2 separate regions of the Mus musculus genome follow, and region 2 is linked to region 1. Evidence: chromatin contacts called from public HiChIP or PLAC-seq data. All regions are on one chromosome and are shown on one strand. Each heading gives the region's core, a stretch centred on a gene start, on an enhancer-like site or on the middle of the called end of the contact. The rest is flanking DNA. Distances are from core to core; before and after follow the strand shown.

Evidence for each region. HiChIP or PLAC-seq counts read pairs in DNA pulled down with a chosen protein or histone mark.
Region 2: an IKAROS HiChIP or PLAC-seq map of large pre-B cells shows a contact between it and region 1, with 5 times the contacts expected there. The contact joins two enhancer-like sites. A contact is called at or near these places in 1 of 39 promoter capture datasets (the C10 cell line), 1 of 15 datasets of contacts at CTCF or cohesin (CD8 T cells), 9 of 484 Hi-C or Micro-C datasets (CD4 T cells, CD8 T cells, ECoMG myeloid progenitors and 5 more), 8 of 115 datasets of contacts at active chromatin or transcription factors (CD8 T cells, the HPC-7 cell line, double positive thymocytes and 4 more) and 1 of 9 other capture datasets (embryonic stem cells).

What each region holds. Positions count from the first base shown.
Region 1 is chr9:116,364,504-116,368,460 of GRCm38.p6, reverse strand. No RefSeq gene overlaps it. Among named protein-coding and RNA genes, the nearest start is that of Gm31559, 26 kb to the left of the region's middle. Within about 2 kb of position 2,085, at least 116 of the 459 cell types and tissues checked have an H3K27ac peak or open chromatin away from gene starts, as enhancers often do.
Region 2 is chr9:116,196,480-116,200,436 of GRCm38.p6, reverse strand. No RefSeq gene overlaps it. Among named protein-coding and RNA genes, the nearest start is that of Gm4668, 9.3 kb to the right of the region's middle. Within about 2 kb of position 1,741, at least 14 of the 459 cell types and tissues checked have an H3K27ac peak or open chromatin away from gene starts, as enhancers often do.

The DNA of each region.
Region 1 (3,957 bases), core at 836-3,335:
TTCTTCAGTCAATTCTCCAAGTATTTTCTCCCCACCGTGCTGTTCATTTCTTTCTGTGATTCCTCTTATGTCTTCCTTATCCACTGAGGAGGAAACTGAAGATCAACCAAGGCAATTCAACAATTAGAGAACTCATGACTGAAAGCAAAAAGCCTACATTTGTATTCAAAACAAGCTGACTCCAAAATCCAAACTCCTAAGAAGCTACCAAGCCAGTTTCTCAAAAGTCTCTTTTAATACCTTTTACAATGAGTAGCGTGAACCTTAGCCTTTGAAAGTGTGTTTCAAAATCCTTAACAGAGGTGCTGTTTTCTCCCAGCACGGTGGTGGGGATGGTGATGTTAGCAAGGTAAGGAGGAGATCTCACTGATGGAAAGGTCCAGGAGTGCCTAGTAACAGGTCTGTAAAAGGAAACTGTAACTGGAAACAGGAAGAAGTTGAAAAGTAGATTCAAAGGGAAAATACTGAGATACAGGAGAATGCAGAAAACTGTTGATAGAAAGGTGTGAGATTCTGGAGGGCAGAGTGAGCTTTCAAAGGGATGGGAGGAGCCGGAGAGGAGGAAGTGGGAGAAAGGACAGGGAGAAGGGAATGGATGAGGAGGAGAGGAGAGAGGACAGGGAGAAGGAAGTAGTAGAGAAGAGAGGACAGGGAGGAGAGAAGGAAGGAGGAGAGAGAGGACAGGGAGGAGGGAATGGAGGAGGAGGAGAGGAGAGAGTGTGGGATGGTGGACCATGCCAGGAAGCTTGGTAGGTAGAGCAGGTCCAAGTCCCCAGAAACTCAGGGTACACACCTGAGAAGGTGGGCAGCTTCCTGCTCCCTGGCCTGGAACATGTGACACGCTTCCCTCATAAGGAAATAAGAAAGAGAAAGAAAGAAAGAAAGAAAGAAAGAAAGAAAGAAAGAAAGAAAGAAAGAAAGAAAGAAAGGAAGGAAGGAAGGAAGGAAGGAAGGAAGGAAGGAAGGAAGGAAGGAAGGAAGAAAGAAAGAAAGAAAGAAAGAAAGAAAGAAAGAAAGAAAGAAAGAAAGAAAGAAAGAAAGGAAGGAAGAAAGGAAGAAAGGAAGAAAGGAAGAAAGGAAGAAAGGAAGAAAGAGAAACAGAGACATAACCATGAGAAGTAACACACACCTCAGAATGCAGAAGGGCTTTCCCATTTTTCCATTAGAAGGCATCTTGCATTGTCCTGGTTGCCAGCATCTCACTGGGCCCCTTGCAAAAGGTTTCGTCTCTGTTTTGTATTTTGAAGAGGAAGGTAGACAAAGTAGTGTTCCTTAATCATATGTGGAGTTCATTTCACCAAATCAGACCATTAAAGAGGAAAGCCTGCGTAAAGGAGAATCCAGCCTATTACCTGGGAGTTAACTCCTCCATGCAATCTCAGATTTCATTCCAATTCCTAAAGCTCTTCCTCAGAAGCCTTCTCTAGTGGGAGTGCTGGGTTGCCTCTACCCAGCTCTCTTATTACAAGGAAAGAAACCTCACTGTAGCAGTAGGTCGAGCATGGCTTCTGAGTGAGCACTGGCACATGGCACAGGATGATGACATCGCTGGCCCTCGGTCTCCGAACCTCCCATACTGAGTAACAGTATTTACATCAAAAGGTAACAATGGCCGGGCGGTGGTGGTGCACGCCCTTAAACCCAGCACTTGGGAGGCAGAGGCAGGCAGATTTCTGAGTTGGAGGCCAGCCTGGTCTACAAAGTGAGTTCCAGGACAGCTAGGGCTATACAGAGAAACCCTGTCTCAAAAAGCTAAAAAGAAAAAAAAAAAAAAAAAGGTAACAATGAATTGAAGGAAGATACAGAGGAAATACCAACTGAGATTATTTTTCTTCTTTCACATTCTTTCTCCTTCAGTTTCAAACTAATTGGCTTGCTAACATGGTCTCTAAGGCCGCCTCAAACTTTATGGTTTTTGGAGGTGAGACCTTTTGCTGGAAATACTTTTTTATATTCAGTCTGTTTTCCTGGTTGCATTTCCTGTAAAAAAGTTGCAAGAATCGTCAGAGAATGGAGACAAAGAGGAAAGGGAGCAGAGGAAGTGGCAGCGTGGCTTCCTGTGTGTCTGCGTCACCAACTGCAGCTGCTGTGGTTTGCACGAAGGAAAGCTCCGGACAGCCCCTAGAACAGCGACTGCAGAAGCCACTCTGCAGACACTCAAAGCGGGCATAGTTCAAAAATGGGAACTGGGAAGGATGCGGAGCCAGTGAGGATGTCTGAGGGACATAGAATCAAAGAAAAGTCACCCAGAGGAAGGAAGGGAAAGAGAGGTTATGAACAAGGGACGGAAAGAAGAAAGAAGGGGGAGAGAGGGAGGAAGAAGGAGTAGTCATTTCAACTCAGCTGTAGTTTGGCACTTTATCAGGAATACAAGTACATTGTACCATGTCCCCAATAACACAGAGCATAAACACTTGACTCCATTTTACATGTAGTCAGCCAATGAGCTGATCAAGTCAGGACACACAAAGACAAGGGACTCTGATGGCTGCCCCTCTTACATGCTGATTCCCAGTGGGGTGAGCCAGATGTACAGCTCAAACTAGAGTCATCAAAAGTAGGGAGATAGCTCAAAGGGTAAACCACTTGCTGCCAAACCTGACCGTCTGAGCTGGGTTACAGGGCACACATGGTGTTGGGAGAATTTTTACACAGAATGAGAAAGTTTATTACACATACAAGGGATAGGGAGAAGCGGGGAGAGAGAGAAGAAGAAGGAGAAGGAGGAGAGGAAGACAACAGTGACGACAACAGCACTCAATGCAAAGGTCACAGATGTGGGGCTGGTACTTTGTATTCCAGCCTTAGTGTCACAGGCAATTAGGCTGCAAATAGATTCTGAAAAAATAATAATTGCATAAATCAAAGTTCTATTTACTTTCTTATATCAGTATTGATTCTACGTGTCCTTATCCAATTAATATTCCGCAGCTCTCACTGCCTACCCCCTGCAGCCTCGCGCTCTCTGAGCCAGGAGCCCATCTGTGCCTGCATGTCAGGAAGATGCTCTCTGAAATAAGGCAGCTCCCGAGAAAGCGCAGAGCACCAGGAGCCTGAACTCCTGTGCTCACCTCCGTTTGTTTCTAGATCCAGCTGCTCCTGAGACCTCCTGGTTCCCTCTAGGTTTTCTAACTCTAACTTTGCTCCCTAAGCGAAGGATCGAATAGCACTGATTAACTCTGCAGACTGATAAATGCCCTTGTGCTTGGCAGCACTGTGAATCATAGCTATTGACTAGCACTGAGATTTGCAGGCACTGGCAGACATGGGAAGGCTGATGGGAAGGGGAGGAGTGAGCTTTCTGTGGAGGATCCTGGGATTTCATGGGAAAGAAGATTTTCAAAGTGTAAAAGGTCAAGGTTTGAGGGAACCCGAACACCACCAAGCCTGTCAACTGGCGCACCACTTCTGGGACTCACGTGGTAAGAGAACAGCCTTCTGCAAGTTGTCTTCTGATCTTCATAAAGCTCTGCAGCACACACATGCGTGTATACACATGCACACATGCTCACACATACACATGTGCACGTGCACACACACACACAGCTCTGCAGCACATACACGCATGTACACACAAGCACACATGCTCACACACACACATACATACATACATACATACATACATACATACACAGATGCATGCACACACACAGCTCTGCAGCATGCACATAGGGAAATCTGTAATTCTTGGCACCATATTCTCTTAGATTGTTTTTTAAAATGTGTATGGGTATTTTGACTAGTTATATGTGTGTACACTGTACACACCTGGTGTCCTTAGCAGAGGGTGTGGGATCTCCTGAAGCTAAAGTTACGGGTGACTATGAGAGACCACGTGGATGCTAGGAAGCCAACCTTGGTGGGTTTTTTTTTTTTTTTTTGCAAGAGCAGCAGGTTCCCCTAACTGCTGAGTCATCTTTCTAGCCTCTCTCCCCCCCCCATCCCCTTTAATCAAGT
Region 2 (3,957 bases), core at 492-2,991, 170 kb after region 1:
TGAGCAAGCAGAACACAGATCCTATCGGAACCGCCGATCCTCCCTCAGCTCCACCGTGCTCGTCACACTCTTGTTCGTTGCCTGGATGGACACTAAGATGAACTGTCAGTCCCTTATGAGCCGCTGTCAGCTGCAGAAAGGAGGGGCAAGCAGCTCACAGGACAAAAGCTCACTTCTGTCACAGAGGAAAACTCCTTCCCACACAGACTCCGAGGGCTTCCTGCAGAGCAGACCCCTGAGTGCTGTGCTCTATGGCTAGGCCAACACAACCCGTTCTGCCCTAAAAGTATATCAGGGTCAATAGCTAGGGATAAGAGCAAAGTTCAGGATAGAAGGACCAGGAGCCAGGAGCTGTTCAGTGGTTACAGGAACATTATCTCATACCTGATGGCTAGAGTCTGAGTGTTGGTCTCCATGTGGTAGAAAATGGCTGTCAAGTTGTCCTCTTACCTCCACACACATGCACCAGGGTAGGTGATATTTTTCCCCCTTTGGTTTTTCGAGACAGGGTTTCTCTGTATAGCCTTGGCTGTCCTGGAACTCACTTTATACACCAGGCTGGCCTTGAACTCAGAAATCCGCCTGCCTCTGCCTCCGGAGTGCTGGGATTAAAGACGTGCGCCACCACGCCCGGCTGCACCAGGGTAGGTGTGCCGCCCCGTACCCACCATAAATGAAATGAATTCAATAAAAATTAAATAATTTATTTTCATTATGTTAAATAATATATGTGTGCCTACACATGGGTATGTGTATGTGAGTGCGGCACCTCCAGAGGAGGCCCTGGAAGCCCTGGAGTCATAGTTACAGGAAATCATGAGCTTCTATGTGGGGGCTGGAAACTGAACTCACCTCCTCTAGACGTTCCGTAAATGCTCGCCACTGCTGAGCCATCTCTCCAGCCCCTAAAAAAAGCGACTATTTTTGAAGCTACAAGGATGAGTATTTCTTGGTTCTCCCAAGCTATGCTTTTCTCTGCCCCTTAAGCCCTTCACGGTCATGTCCGAAAGTTTCATTCCATCTCTGAAGCTGCATTCCGGTTTCTCTTGGCTCGTGTCCATGTGTGGAAGTAAAAGTCCAGATAGGCATTGAAAGTGTGATGTATAAATTACCTCATGGCCCCTGCCAGGAAGCTTTCCGTCCTTCCGTCGATGAGGAAATAGTTTGTAATTGTTCTGACTACCTGGTGCGGGCTCCCATCCAATGAGGAGTTAAATAAAAGCAGGCAAACAAAGAAGGCCAGGGCTTTGCAAACAGTTGGAATTCAGGTTTTCCTTGGCTACCCTGTATGGCCAACTGTCTTCCCAGTCTGAGGACTTTTAGCATAGTCCTGTGACTTCAGAGCATCTGGGGACATTCTTCTGTAGTAATAATCTCTCTCAGGTAATGAGATTGTTTCTAGAAATTAAACCAGGAAGTTCTTACAAAAATTATAGCTCCTTTTCATTTATCACAGTAATAAGAAAAAAACCTGCAGATTAATTAAACATGTGTGCATTTGTTTCTGGGTGGTATTGATTTCAGCTCAGAATTCAAACCTATCTTCTCCCAGGAAAAAGCCTGCTCGTGAGCTGGTTTGAAATCCTCTTCTGAAAGGGTTTAATTCATTATGTTATGTAGTCCCCGCTCACCCCCAGTTTTAATTGTTCTTAACAAACAAAGCAAATGTGTCTTGTCACGCTTGGCAGACTAGAACTAGAGAACTCTCAGCCGTGGACTCCCAGCGTGTTTTTGTAATTTCTCCTGAGACTTCATTATTCGTGACAAAGTCCCCTCTCTGTTACAGTGCGATCATGGACCCATAGCATAAGACCCTGGGTTTCCTTCATAGGGGGAATTCCCTAGTTCCTATCACGGTAATCAAAGGAATGTTGTATTAAAAATTTTATGACATTTATTTATGTGTATGAGCACACGTGTACTCATGGCATGCATAAAGAAGTCAGAGAGCAGCTTGCTAGAGTTGTTCTCTTTCCACCCTGAGGGTCCAGCACGCAATTCAGATGGCCGGGCTTGACAGCAGCAAGCTCCTTTACACTGGACCACCTCACCGGCCCAAGAGGAACAGTTTGAATGACCAAACAAAAATAAGACTTTCCTTCTGGCTCTCAAGCTTCTCGATGTCAACTCTGGGTCCCCAATTTCTTCATCTTCTTAATGGAATTACTTTTCATTTCTTACTAATATTTAAAATCTTTTTGCAGAGTCCCCAGCAGATATGATTTTGAGTGTCTCAGAAGAATACTAAGGCAATCAATAAAGGAAGAACTAGAGTGGGCTCAGAGGTAATCGCCATCCAGGTAAAAACAAAATATTACCAACTAACCAAGCTAATTAAACTGGAAGTCTCAGCACCAAAAGTCGCCCCCCCCCAAAATGCCAACGCCCGAGGTTCTCTATACCTTGATTCCCACCAATGCCCGTGGCTCTCTGCGCCTTGATTCCTCTGTGAACATAAAAATCAATCTGCCTATTACCTTGCCCGAGTTCTGCATTATTTGTTGTCACCCCACTTCTGTCCGGTTTGGGGATTTCCATTTGTTTCATTTCCACTTCTAATTCCTGTTTATGTCTTAACAGAATATATATATATATACACACACACACATATATATATATATATATATATATATATATATATCAAGCTAATCCTAAGCGGGTCGCAAAGTCATGCCGGGAGTGGAGACAGTTGATAAAGATAATCCCCTTTGCTCCCAGCCTGCTGCTGGAAGGCTGAGTGGATTAAGCAGATTTGAACCAAACCAACAATGGTTATGGAAAGGCCAAGCCTGTCCTCAGGGAAAAAAACACTCTAGATCCTCTGCCTGAGGCAGGGAGTCTCAATCTCTCTCTCTCTATCTCTCTCTCTCTGTCTCTCTGTCTCTCTGTCTCTCTCTCTCTCTCTCTCTCTCTCTCTCTCTCTCTCTCTCTCTCTCTCAGCAATGATCAAATCTCTTAGAACACCTTACAATTAGTCAGGCCTGATGCTCCACACCTGTAAGCCCAGAACTCAGGGATGGAGGCCTAAGGATCAGGAGTCCCCTGGCCTGGAACTCACTAAGGTTACCAAGGTTCCGCTGGCTGGCTGGTGACCCGCACAGATTCTCCCTTCCCCTCAACAGTGCTGGCACAGCACAGGTGACATCATGTCCAGTTTTTAAGTTTAGGTTCTGGGGGCAGGACTGAGACCTACCGAGTGGTCTCCCCAGTCCTGAACTGCCTTAAAATTTTTTTTCCAATAACCAGATCTGTAGTGGCGTTGATCTTCACACCATGTCAGCTCACCCGTGATTGCATTCACACATATGTGTGCGGGAGCCGCTCACATTCAAACCACAGCAATAGATACATAGCTAATTAGAGTCATTTTCTACTTAAGTGTATTTTGTATTCTTCAAGAAAGTTCCCAGGCAGACCACCTGACCCAAAACATCTCAACACAGCTCCATGAAGTGGTTTTGAGAAGTCTGGGGCTCATGAGAATTCAGAAAATCCCTGTCCCCAAATCCTGCTGAACTGTGTTCTCCTAGGATCAAAATAAACAATGTTGATAACACATGATTTTGCAGACAGAATGCAGTACTCAAATGACTTCAGTCTGGCACCCCACAATTGTTTTGTTTTATTTTATTTTATGTGTATGGGGGGTTTGCCTGCGTATGTATGTATCCGTATGTATGCAGGACCTGCAGAAGCCAGAAGGGGGCACTGGATGCCCTAGGACTGGAGTTACAGATGGTTGGGTTTTGAACCAATATATAGGTGCTGGGAATTGAACCCAGATCCTTTAGAAGAGCAACCAGTGTTCTTAATTGTAGGCTCCTCAGCCTGCTGAGACATCCCATAATGCTCTCACGTCTGTTTATATTTCTTTCCACATTCTCCCATTTGCAGAGCTGTGGGATGAACCATGAACTTGTCATGTGTTAGGCCAGGGCTCTGTCATTGGGCTGTAGC